Regions from separate parts of the Mus musculus genome. Here region 1 is linked to region 2. The links are chromatin contacts, called in public HiChIP or PLAC-seq maps. All regions are on one chromosome and are shown on one strand. Each heading gives the region's core, a stretch centred on a gene start, on an enhancer-like site or on the middle of the called end of the contact. The rest is flanking DNA. Distances are from core to core; before and after follow the strand shown.

Region 1 (6,397 bases), core at 456-2,955, 150 kb after region 2:
TTCTGAGCTACACTGAAGCCTCTCAGTGGATACCAGAGCATTCACACTTCTAGAGGAGTTTATAGGTCATTAGTGGCCTGAGCCAATAAAGTGCAATTTACTTTAAAAATATACACTTTTAATATTATCTCTAAAGTGAAATTGATTTTAGATCTAAAATAAAAACCTTCAAAGTATGGTGAATTTTGTCTTACTTTTGTACTTTCCTATGTGCAAAGTAAAAACAAAAATCAAACAAAAAATAAAAACAACAAACCTTACCACGCATATGCCCAGCTCACCTCTTTAGTTTTCTGCTTCTGTATTTCAGAAGGAACTGTGAATGCTCACAATTAGCCAGAATGTGCCGATTCAATTTCTCACCGCTGTGGGCTCTTTTAAGTTCTGGAACTATTTGATCTCAGAGTCTGATCTCTAACTAGTCTCTTACCTGTCTCTAATTTGAAGAAGGCCTGGGATAAAGGTTGCACATCTTCCCTGGGCAGTTTATAGACCATCAGAGAAGAGTACCTGGGAAGAAAGGAAGGCTGGGTTGGTCTCTAAGCATGTGGCTTAACATCTATGGCACCCACTACATTTCTTTTCATATATACGACTCTTTGGCATAATTGAATCTCTGAGAGTGGGGCCACTGAAGCCGGCCAGTTGACAAGAAGGAAGAGAGGGAAAGATGAGTGAGTTCAGTACCTCAGGCTCCTTGGAAGGACCCATGCAGGGCCTGTCTAGGCAACGTTTTGAGACTGTTCTTTCCCACCCAGTCTCGACTGGGAACACAGGCTCCTTTTACCATACCACAGCTTCCTAGAATTTCTACACTGGGTAGGAATCTACTTATTCAGTGCAGAGTCCACATTTAGGCACCTCCTCCCCCAACTCTCAATGCTATTCTCACCAAAGGGAACCCTGAGAGTCCTCAGGACACGAAACCACAATTTCTTGAGAAGGTCCCAGAGTTCATCAGTTGCTGGTCAGGCACCTATTGTTGGCAGATTAATAATCACAACAGACTGATTTCACGTCAAAGAATTTATTTCCTTTCATTTACAGAGCGTTCTATTTCACCAGCAGTGTTTACTGATTATGCGATCTAGTTTATACAGAATTAGGGCTCTTACAAACAGAATAAAAATAAGAGTTACGCTCTTTCATCAGTCCACGCCGTCATTATTATCCTACTGTGTCTGTATGAAGCTTCTATTAGTAAAGACACTGGTGAAATACAATTAGTTTATTCCTATAAGTACTGGGTCTTTACCCAAGCAATTCATCCAGCAGATAGTCTATGGCAAATTTGCTCTTTAGGTGTTAGGTTGCTCCAATATATCTGGAGCAGGGATAGGAATTACAAAGGCATGTGACAAATGTGGGAAAGGTACCTGTGACCATGCTTATGTCACCACTGCATCACCACACCCAAGTTAGAGTCTCCTCCCTGTTAAGTAAGGACAGGGCAACTCCAAGTCTTACTCAGGCGTGCTCATTGGCTTAAAACGGTTCTAACTTTTAAAGATCAGGGTGACAATCGGGTAGCCTAAGACCTAGAAAGAATCTGCCATATAGTTGGGCCACACCCATGTGACTTCAGATTTACAACCAGCCCTCTGTTCTCTAGTAGACTCCAAGCAGCATCCACACTTCAGTGACCTCTTTGAGGTTTTCTTGCAGTGTAAACATGACCCACAGTGTCTCCCAAGCCAAACAAATCCCAGGGGAAAGTGGGTGTGCTTTGCTAGATCAAAAACAACAACTGTGGGCTGGGAGGATGACTCAGCCAGGACGGCGTCTGCCATGCGAGCATGAGGAAGGACTTAAGTTTATGAACTCAGAACTCACAGAAAATGGATGTGGCTAAGTGTGTCTGTAATCCGGTACTGGCTGGGGGTAGGAGAGAGCTTGAGCAGAAACAGGCTTATCCCTAGAGCTTGCTGGCAAGCCAGTGTAGCAAGATGCTCAGCTCAGCTCAGCTCAGCTCAGCTCAGGGAAAGACACTGTGACGCCGTCTCAAACGATAAGACAGAGGACGATAACGGAAGGCAAGGGATATTGACTTGTGGCCTATAGCGTGTGTGTGTGTGTGTGTGTGTGTGTGTGTGTGTGTGTGTGTGTGTGTGTGTGTTTATGTGTACTCATGTTGGCAGACATGTGTACTCATGTGGACAGACAGACAGACTGACCGACAGAAATACATTCACAAGCACAACCCCGAAACTGTGCTTACCTTTCCTGCCGAGCAGCCTGGGGGAACAGCCTCATGATCTCCGTGTTCAAGGGCTCCACCTGCGAGGGGGTCTTCACCTTCATCTCCAGGAGATATTCTTTGCCGAATTTGCTCTTCAGATGTTGGATGGATCCAATACATCTGGGTCAGGAATAGGAATAACAAAGCAGAAGACAAATGTGGGGATGGTGCCTGTGAGCATGCGCAGATCGCCACTCAGGCTCCCAAATAGGTTTCTTCACTGTTAGTAGGGAAGTGGCAACTCCAACTCTTACCCATGAACACTGATTTTCTTTAAAAGCAAATTCGTTTCATCTGATCATCACAGAGTGGACACAAGTGGGATGAAAACAGGCACCCACCTCAGCCTCCCAGACACCATGATGGCCACGCGGTCACACACAGCCTCAGCCTCTGCCATGTAATGGGTGGTCAGGAGGGCGCCCCGTTCTGTGTTTGAAAAGGTGGCCTGGATAGCCTGCCTATATTGTCAAGAGAAGAACTGTGATGAACAGAAGTCCCCCGACTCTTCTGGACAAAGGAGAGAGGAGATGCCACGAGGCAGAGATGAGAAATAATCAATGCAGACCAAGCAAGATGGAGGCACGGAGGAAGAGGGCTGTCAAGTCGATTGCTAGAGAAACACTGGTGACACAGCAGAGGCTGTCAAGAGAAAACACTTAGAAGAAGGATGATTGAGAGCAAACATTCTGAGTAGAAAGGGACTGTCTATGAGACCGAACAAAAGGATTCAATTCTCCTAAGCTTAATTTTCCTTCATGGAAGTTGATTGTAAACCACCAGGAAACATAAGTACGTTTTCTCCCAAAATAATAGTTTTTAGGGATATGGATGGTGTTGACCACATTTATTTATGTTTGTTTAACAATACTGACACAATTCATGAACTCCCTACCACCATGAGAGCGGTAGATCCTCACCACATTTGCTGCTGCCCCTCGGGGTCCATCCCGGTGGATGGCTCATCCAGAAGTACCACAGAAGGGTTCCCCAGGATGCTCAGCACAAAGCACAGCTGTAACAAGAGAGACAGCCCATGAGGCATCACCTCAAGTGTGCCTCCCTGAGGTGTGCTCGAAGCCCTTCCCCTGAGTCCTGCATATACCTTTCTCTTCACTCCCTCTGACAGCGTCTTCACAGGAGACTTCAGCTGGTCCTGCAGCTTGAGCGCATCTGCCAACCTGAAGAGAGACAGTGGAACATCACCATCCTCTCCATGGTGAAGAGAGATGATGGGAGGGTGGGGCAATGAGCCTGGCCAAGATGGAGGCATTGGCACCAGGAAGGTAGTTCAAGAAATGCATTGAAACTTTCAACAGGGTCAGGCTGACAAAAGCTATGTTCCCTGTGATGAAGAGAGAGGCACTTACCGATTTTAAATTGTTGGCACAGTGTTCAAATACTTCTGCAATTTAGTTTATATCTAAAGTACACTCAATCACTTACTATTGAATACTGACCATCTCCCCTCCATCTTTTAAATGAAAGTGAATAAAACTTTGGAAGTTTTCTCTACCCCACATAGTCAAGCAATAGGAAGCCCAGTTCCACGTTTCCTGTGAGTGAGCCTTTCCCCCATCACGAGGGTTCAGAAAGTGAACAGGTGCAGGCCCTGTGTACCTTTCGATGGCCACGTTCGCGTCACTTTTTCTCATCCCCTTTATGGCTGCAAATATCTCCAGGTGTTCCCTCACTGTCAGGTTGAGCCACAGAGCATTTTCCTGAGGACAGTACCCCAGGAACCCCGGGGTGTCCCCTGTGCTGCTCCCCTTCAGCAGCACCTATGGAGAGAAGGTCACTGTCAGGGATCAAACTCGGTACTGTTCCCCAAAGTGCTTCTGTGGCAGACTTCAGTGATCATCTCAGAAAGGCGGAAGGATTCATCCAGAGAACAAATGCATGGACTCAAGTGTGTGCAAAGGTGCCACATTACCTTATATTAAAGGATGATCTACAGGAAAATGTTAATAAAAACCATGGCAAGGGGCTGGAGAAATGGCTAAAGTGCTTGCCGCATAAGCACAAGGACCTGAATCCAATCCCAGCGTCCACATTACAGTTACAGCAGTGTTACACCTAGAACCCAAAGCTGGGTAGACAGTGACAGAAAGAGCCCCAGGAACTTGATAACCAGCCAATCAATGCAAATGAGTAAACCCAGATTCACTGAAAGACAGTCTCAGATTAAAAAAAAAAGGGGGGGGTTACTGAGGAAGACATCCAACATTAACTTCTTGGCTCTACACGCATGCTCACACATGCACACATATGAATATGTACATACAAATAAATGGTGTGATATCACTTCACATCAGTAAAGGGGCTGCTATCAAAAGGGAGGAAAGTGGAGAAGAAATGATAAGGAGGTGGAGAAGATGGAGCTGTTGTCCTTAGTTGGTGCAAGTACGAATTAGTATAGTCAGTTATGGAAAAACTGCACCATGTCCCCTGCGGGGCATGGGGGAACAGGGCATGGCTGAGGTATGACCTGGAGCTGTGGGAGATGGGGAGGGCATGGCTGAGGTATGACCTGGAGCTGTGGGGGATGGGGAGGGCATGGCTGAGGTATGACCTGGAGCTGTGGGGGATGGGGAGGGCATGGCTGAGGTATGACCTGGAGCTGTGGGGGATGGGGTGGACATGGCTGAGGTATGACCTGGATCTGTGGGGGATGGGGTGGACATGGCTGAGGTATGACCTGGAAGTGTGGGGGATGGGGAGGGCATGGCTGAGGTATGACCTGGAGCTGTGGGGGATGGGGTGGACATGGCTGAGGTATGACCTGGAGCTGTGGGGGATGGGGAGGGCATGGCTGAGGTATGACCTGGAGCTGTGGGGGATGGGGTGGACATGGCTGAGGTATGACCTGGAGCTGTGGGGGATGGGGTGGACATGGCTGAGGTATGACCTGGAAGTGTGGGGGATGGGGTGGACATGGCTGAGGTATGACCTGGAGCTGTGGGGGATGGGGTGGACATGGCTGGGGTATGACCTGGAAGTGTGGGGGATGGGGTGGACATGGCTGAGGTATGACCTGGAGCTGTGGGGGATGGGGAGGGCATGGCTGAGGTATGACCTGGAAGTGTGGGGAATGGGGAGGACATGGCTCATTTCCTGGAATGTTTTCAAAGGGATTGAAAGTTCCTTTTCTTTTCTTCTTTGCTTTGCCTTATCAACCAATCACTGTTTTCAGTATTGTGTTCCTATTTGCAGTAGAGAAGATGAAGTCAACCAAATGTCCATTTCAGGGTTAATGGGTTTTCAAATGCGGTGATACAGACACAACTTGATATTATTCAGCCTTTAAGATGGAAGGTCTCCTTTTGTCTGTGGTAACATGGATGGACCTAGGAAATATGAGATGCTTTGCTTTCTATGGCTGTGATAAAACTCTGACCAAAGGCAACTTGAGGAGGAAAGGGTTTATTTAGGCCTCCACTTCCAGATCATGGTCCATTCTCGACAGAAGTCAAGGCAGGGACTCAGTATAGGAACACAAAAGCAGGAACTGAAGGAAAAACCATGGAGGGATGCTGCTTACTGGCTTAGGTTTCCCTCACTTTGCTCATTACATTTCTTATATAGCCCAGACCCATCTGCCCAAATGTGGTACTTCCCATGGTGGTCTGAGTCTCTCCACATCAGTTAGCAATCAAGAAGATGCCCCACAGATGTGCCCTTAGTGCAATCTGATGGTGTCAACTCCTTGGTTAAGAGTCCCTCTTCTTCACTATGTCTAGGTCTGTGTCAGGTTGACTAACCATGATAATTGTGGGATGCAAAATAAAGTGGGCACAGAAGACAGACACTGCCTGACTTCATTAATATGCACACACACCATTTAAATGAGTTAAACTTGAAGCAATAGCTCAGCTCTTAAAGGGGAGGCTCACAGGCTCAGCCCTTAAAGGGGAGGCTCACAATCAAAAGTATAAACAAGAAGAATGATGAGCCGTGGAGATTGGAAAAGGAAGAGAGGGATTGATCCAAACCAGCAGTCTCATTTAGAAGGCCGAGGGAGCTCTAGCATTGACGGCACAGAATAGTGGCTGCAAGGAGCATGCACAAAAGTGACTTCATTTAATCATTCCACGTTGGAGGCTCATCCAAAGATCTGCTTTGTACCTCATGAAGATGTCCAATTGTAATGCCATTTGG
Region 2 (6,479 bases), core at 405-2,904:
AGTACCATGGGATGATCACCAAGAACAGCAGCAGGAGTGGAGTGGATCAACCGGAGCTTAGAGTGCTACAGAGGGCAGAGATGGAGAAGAGACACCAGCCCTTTGTTGCAGTCAACAAAGATGAAAAAGGAGTTGGAGATCTAAAGACTGCTTTGACATCAGACATGGAAATGCTGAATTTGGAGTTTGCCCAACTGGTTTCCTGTCTTGCTTTGGGGATTACAGTTAAGTGATTGGATGAATCTCAGAAGGACCTTGAACTCTGGGACTTTTAACACTGTTGAGACTACTACAGACTATGGGGACTTTTGAAGTTGGACTAAATGTATTTTGCATTATGCTGTGTTTAGGTGTGGCTTCCATAGATAAGCCTCTGGGGACCAAGGGAGTGGAAAGTGATAGTTTGTATATGCTCTGCCCAGGGAGTGGCACTATTAGAAGGTGTGTCCCTGTTGAAGTAAGTGTGTCACAGTGGTCATGGCTCCTCTTCACAGGAGTAAAACCCTAACTAAGACACCAACCAATAACCAGCCCAACTTGAGAGTCATTCCATGGACAAGCACCAATCCTTAACACTGACACTATTAATGATACTGTCATTTGTTTCTTGATGACAGCCAGTTGACAGGAATGAGGTAGACTCTCAAAGCTGTTTCAATTTGCACTGCCCTTATGACATAGGGTGTTGAACATTTTCCCAAGTATTTATCGTCCCTTTGTGTTTCCTCTTTTGAGAATTCCCTGTTGGGTCCATGAGCCAGATTACTGACTGGATGATTCACCTCTCACCCTGGGGCTGTGGCAGGCAGATTTCTGAGTTCGAGGCCAGCCTGGTCTACAGAGTGAGTTCCAGGTTAGCCAGGGCTACACAGAGAAATCCTGTCTCAAAAAAACAAAAACAAAAAAACCAAAACAAACCAAAACAAAAAAATAAAAAATAAAAAACAACCAACCAACCAACCAACCAACCAACCAACCAACCAACCAAACAAACAAACAAACAAAACCAAAAAAAAAAAAAAAAAAAAAAAAACAAAACCAGAATTTCTCAGTTTTAAACAATAGATTGTCTCTTCATCTGGAATCCAGCCAGTGTATCTGAGTTACAAAGAATGAGAAAATGGGGTTCTTCTCCACTGTTGTAAGAGGAATCACCCTTACAAAACAAAGAAAGAATCAAACAACAATAAAAAAAAAAAAAAAAAAAAAAAAAACAAAAACAAAGCCACAGTTGGATTTGATGCTGGTGAGGTAGTGGGCATGTCCTGAGTATATAGCTGCTGGTATTGTTTTGCCAGAGCTACTTGGCTTATATTGGGATAAGGTTTCTGCTTCTCTTCTTGCCAACCCAGCGCAGGTGCCTGCAGCCATGTTCTGCTTGGTTTATTTTATTGGGTGAAACACTTGTCTTTTCTCCTACACTTTTCAGGTCTCTGATCACACTGTCTTCGTGGGTTTTACTGATTGTGGAGCAAGCAAAAGAACAGATAGCAAGTAATAGTAGTAACAGACAGTCAGCAGAAACCAGCTCAGGAAGCGGTGGCCAGACCAGCGGAGCTCTGATTGGGTCTGTCCATTGATGGCTTTGGTTTTTGCCTTACTGTTCTCTCTACAAGCATTTCACGCCATTGGAAACCATAGCAACCTCTGTTGTGAATGGTTTACTTTCTGTCTGCATTTCCCTCTCCTTGTCAGGAGCCAGGGCTCAGCCTGACTTGGGACAGGAGGTCTCGGAGGACACTTGATATAAATGTCTTTGAAACTGAGTCAAGAGAGGGCTTCTTGCTCCAGATCCCTTTTCCAGTAAGTGTGAACAGCACCTGATAAGTCACCAATAGAATGTAACGTTTATTGGCTCTTCCTGTTCTGTTGGCTGCTTCCTCAAACTTGCTAGAGAGCTGAGAGTGAACTTGAACTTACAATTCTCTCACTTCTGGGTTTTATTCTTGCTCATGCTTGTGGTTACTAAGAAAGCATTGTTTAATCCAAAATCCAAAGGCTCACAACTATGTTCTCTGTTAAGGGTTTTAATCACTTCAACTGTCCAGTTTAAGTTTTTGAACTCTTGAGCTCACTTCCGTATATCAAGTAAGGTCGAGGATCCAGCTTCATTATTTCGTCAATGGAAGGCTCTCTTGACTGGTACTGTTTTTGTGCAGGGCAAAGGTCTAGACACGTCTTGAAGATTTTGCATTTTCCAAATCAGGAAGCTGTTGTCTGATGTCCAGTGTCAAGCATGTGTTGCTAGAGCCATGAGTTAGACAGTAGTTGTTCTAGCACCAACTCTTCTTCTAGAGACTCGTAAGTTATCAGGACAGCTTTCCTCTATGGAATTCTGAGGCCTCAGAGTATGCACCAGTATCCAGGCCCCTTGGCTATGATATTCACAACTTTTATGCAGATGGAGCTGTTGGCTGTGGTTGCAGTGGGTGGGTAATGGAATTTGGCTTGCAGAGATCTTGCAACAGAGCCTTGACACCGAAGATGGATAATGTGACGGTGGGGTCAGTTCACGGTCCAGTTTAAGAGCTGACAGCAGGCTTTCCTCTGGGAAATCTTTCTCTCTTTTCTGAATGTCCCAGGCACTCAAAAATATGAGACACAACAGAGTCAGAAAAATGTTAAACCTCCTGCCCTTTCCACAAAGGGGATGCAGAGATTAAAATGAATGGCATGGCAGTGTTTATTATTGTTCCTTAGTAGATAGATGAACAGATTCTCCTTTTCCATTCTTAGAACAAGCCAGGCTTCCTGAGTGTTTTGGTGGAGTGCCTCGGGGTCTCATCTTTAGGGTCATCTTATCATTCTTAGATATGATTAGTATCCAAAGGCTTCATTTGGATTTGTATTTTCCATAAGCCCTTATATATATACATTGCTGAATGTATATATTGTCCCTAAAGAGTAGTTAAAGTGGGACATCCCCTTAGCCCTGGGGTTCAACCCAAAGGGCTAGAACTGGCAGATCCTTGGAACTGGTAAAGGGGTTATTTGTTCCTCTGAGTTGCTGTATTTCACCGAAACAAGTGCAATTTGTCCCAGCTCCACCAACAGCCTGGAGTGGAATGTCATGTCACCCCTTGGGGTGATAGGAGTCAGGCTCCTCCAATTGAAGACTGCCCATTTGCAGCTAGCTCTAAGGGGTGAAAGCCCCATGGAGAAGGGGTTGCTTGTCCCCCTGGCATTTACAAAGCCTGCGTTGTATCTGTGTGGCATCATGTGTGCCAAACCTTCAGCAGCACTGAGTGGACTTCAGTGGACCACAGTAGAGCAGTACAAAGGCGCCAGATGCCTGTGCTCTGACTACACTGGGTAGAAAAGACCCAACAGAATGAACAGCCAAGGGTCACCCCCTACCCCTTTGTCTCATATAACTCAGCCTCCTATTGCTAACCCTCCTGCCTCCACCTCCTAAGTGCTCACCAGGATTAGAGGTATGCATTACCTTGCTTGATTTTTGCAGTGTTGGGGATCACACCCAAGGCTCTATGTAGTTGGTAGAGGCAAACACTCTATCAGATGAGATACACTCCCCAGATTGGTTATTATTATTTTCCCCACGTAAACCAAAGAGAATCTCTCCATCATTTAGGGAACCCGTGTCTGCCTTTGAGATTTCTCCCCTCTTGGCTGCTGGTCTCCGTGGCAGCAGGGATAACTCATTTGATCTCAATCCCACCTTTGCCAAGGAAGGACACTCGGAAAAGTAGGTAAGGAAAGAACTTTGAGCAGCCAAATGCAATCGTGTAGAGAGGAAGGGTGAAAGACTAGAAGACTTGTATTGAAACAAGAGAGAGAGGTTGACCAAGGAGGAGAGGCTGGAAACAGGACCCTTGTATCTGTCAGACACAGTGTGCCTTCATATGACAGAGACTGATACATGGTGGGCTGAGACAGGCAGACTGTTTTTTGTTTTTTGTTTTTTGTTTTTTTGGTTTGGCTTGGTTTGGTTTTCTGAGACAAGTTTTCTCTTCGTAGCCCTGGCTGTCCTGGAACTCACTCTGGAGACCAGGCTGGCCTCGAACTCAGAATTCTGCCTGCCTCTGCCTCCTGAGTCCTGGGATTAAAGGTGTGCGCCACCACAACCGGCTTGACAGGCAGACTCTTAATGGTTTGCTTGGCTGTTTGACCTGCTATCTAACTCTGTGATGCGCACCATGGCCAGAAGCAACCTCACTGTCTATCACCCAGTGAAGTCAGGGCAGAAACTCAAACAGGACCCTGGAGGCAGGAACTGAAGCAGAGACCATGGGGCATTGCTGTTTGCCGGCTTACTTTCTTGGCTTGTTCGGCTTGCTTTCTTATGTAATCCAGGACCACCTGGCCAGGGGTGGAACTCACCTCAGCAGTCTGCCCCTACTGTGGCTTGAATATGCTCGACTCAGGGAGTGGCCCTATTAGGAGGTGTGGCCTTGTTGGAGGAAGTGTGTAACTGTTGGGGTGAGCAGCGAGACCTTCCTCCTAACCACATGAGAGCCAGTCTTCTTCTGTCTGCTTTTGGATGAACTCTTAGCTCCTCCAGATCCACATCTGCCTGGATGCTGCCATGCTCCTGCCTTGATGATAATGGAATTAACCACTGAACCTGTAAGCCAGCCCCAATTAAATGTTGTCCTTTTAAAGAGTTGCCTTGGTCATGGTGTCTGTTCACAGCAGTAAAACTGTCTTAGTTAAGACAGCCCCATATCAGACATCTATCAAGACAGTGTCACAGAGATGTGCCTACAGACCACTATGACAAAGGCATTTGCTCAGTTGACGTTCTCTCCTTCCAGTTGTCACATGATTATAGTTAGTATCATGTTGACAAAAACTAATCGGCCCAACTGGGATGTTTTCAGTCCTTTATCATTGGAATTTACTTGTTATCTGGACAGCCTTAGAGAGTTGATCACCCACTGTGCCACTGGTGGTAAAGTGATTTCTAACATTAGCCCAGGGTCTCTACATACCAGCCTATGAAGTGGATCAGGGAGATGGAAAAGAGTGCATATTGTTCTTTCATTTTTCTCCAAAGTCTAAAAATATATTAATAGTCTGAGGAAATCAGCAACTAATATTAAACATCACACATCACACCCACACAAAATGTCAGGCATAGTAGGAATGTCCAAAACTGAATCCCATTTAGGAGAGAGAGAGAGAGAGAGAGAGAGAGAGAGAGAGAGAGAGAGAGAGAGAGAGGTTGGAGGCCAGATAAAACGACTAGACTCATTTGCCAGATAATTTTTGGAGTTAATTCTCATAGCTCAAGGAAGGCACTTAATTTAGTGTTGATGAAACTGATGAATATTTCTGGGAATCTAACGAGACACTGAACAGTACTAAGTGTTCTACAAGACAATATGGAAGCCAAACTTCTGATACTTTCTCTGTCTTTTCTGACTCATTTAATAAAGAATATATTACTATCATTCCAAAACAAATACTTTAATATCACTCCAAACTTGTTGAGTAATGTGAAGGTTTGAAGAGAAATGTAATGAACTGGGAGAAAGGAATTGATGTTTTCCATGTGTTGAGAAGCAAAAGAAGTGAATGGACAAACAATAAGCCCTCTCCCAGTCAGCTTTGACTGTTAATTTGATTACAGCCTAGGATCATTGGACAACTGAATCTCAAATGAGGAATTGCTCAGATCACACAGTCTGTCCTGATGTATGTCTATAGGAGATTGTTTTGATTGTTAACAGATATAGGAAGGCACTGTCCACTGTGGGCGGTACCATCCTTAGGCAGGTAGCCTAAGTTGTTCAAGAATCTAGATAAACATGATTCTGTGCATGAGTTAGCAAGCAGTGTTCCTTTATTGTTTCAGCTTTGAATTCCTGCCCCGACTTTCCTCAGTGGTGAACTGACCTGTAAGTATAAGCCAAAGAATCCCTTTCCTCACATTAGTTGCTTTTGGTCATAATATTTGCCATAGCAACGGGGAGAAACTAGAATAAAGACTTATCATTCAGAGTATCTTATAAATGAAAGTCATTATTTGAATTTCTTGATGACATGATGAATGTTGAGGGTTCTGTAATCAGTAAGATTTATTGGCTATGCATAGCTGAAGTTTTGGCTAGAAACATTTTTATGTCTTAGCCAGTTTGAGAGCTGTTCGTTCCCATGTAGGGGGATCAGCAAATCATGTTACCTGTCAGTGTTTGGTCTTAAATTTTTTTCTTTCATTCTTGAAGCCAAGATCTTCAGGTGGTCTTCCTCTGTCTGGTCAGAGAATTGTTGAGGTTTGTCTTTTATTGTTTGTTGCAATGTTAAGTGCAGGCCTCCAAGACCCTTCCCCCAACTTAATTCTGATTGGGTAGAAGAAACATAGGTGGGTTGAAGTTTTGTGGGCTTGGGGAGAGGGACTACCATGAGGAGGAAGGAGAAGTTGGAAATCACCATGGAAGAAGGAGAATGTGCAGGAGGGAGAAGGAGAGCCGCTATTGGCTAATGGCCAAGAGAACGTGGCCCAGGGAACTGCCCAA

Evidence for each region. HiChIP or PLAC-seq counts read pairs in DNA pulled down with a chosen protein or histone mark.
Region 1: an H3K27ac HiChIP or PLAC-seq map of heart atrium shows a contact between it and region 2, with 6 times the contacts expected there. The contact joins two enhancer-like sites. A contact is called at or near these places in 6 of 484 Hi-C or Micro-C datasets (the C2C12 cell line, embryonic stem cells, muscle stem cells and 2 more), 3 of 115 datasets of contacts at active chromatin or transcription factors (cardiomyocytes, fibro-adipogenic progenitors and heart atrium) and 1 of 9 other capture datasets (liver).

Annotation. Positions count from the first base shown.
Region 1 is chr11:110,027,701-110,034,097 of GRCm38.p6, forward strand. Abca8a (ATP-binding cassette, sub-family A (ABC1), member 8a) reads right to left here. Exons shown (of 39, transcript NM_153145.4): 32 at 3,860-4,020; 33 at 3,345-3,420; 34 at 3,160-3,254; 35 at 2,581-2,700; 36 at 2,219-2,359; 37 at 431-510. Among named protein-coding and RNA genes, the nearest start is that of Abca8b, 35 kb to the left of the region's middle. Within about 2 kb of position 1,706, at least 58 of the 459 cell types and tissues checked have an H3K27ac peak or open chromatin away from gene starts, as enhancers often do. A contact at or near this core is called in fibro-adipogenic progenitors, heart atrium and muscle stem cells, where this site is marked.
Region 2 is chr11:109,882,572-109,889,050 of GRCm38.p6, forward strand. No RefSeq gene overlaps it. Among named protein-coding and RNA genes, the nearest start is that of 1700023C21Rik, 40 kb to the left of the region's middle. Within about 2 kb of position 1,655, at least 28 of the 459 cell types and tissues checked have an H3K27ac peak or open chromatin away from gene starts, as enhancers often do. A contact at or near this core is called in fibro-adipogenic progenitors, heart atrium and muscle stem cells, where this site is marked.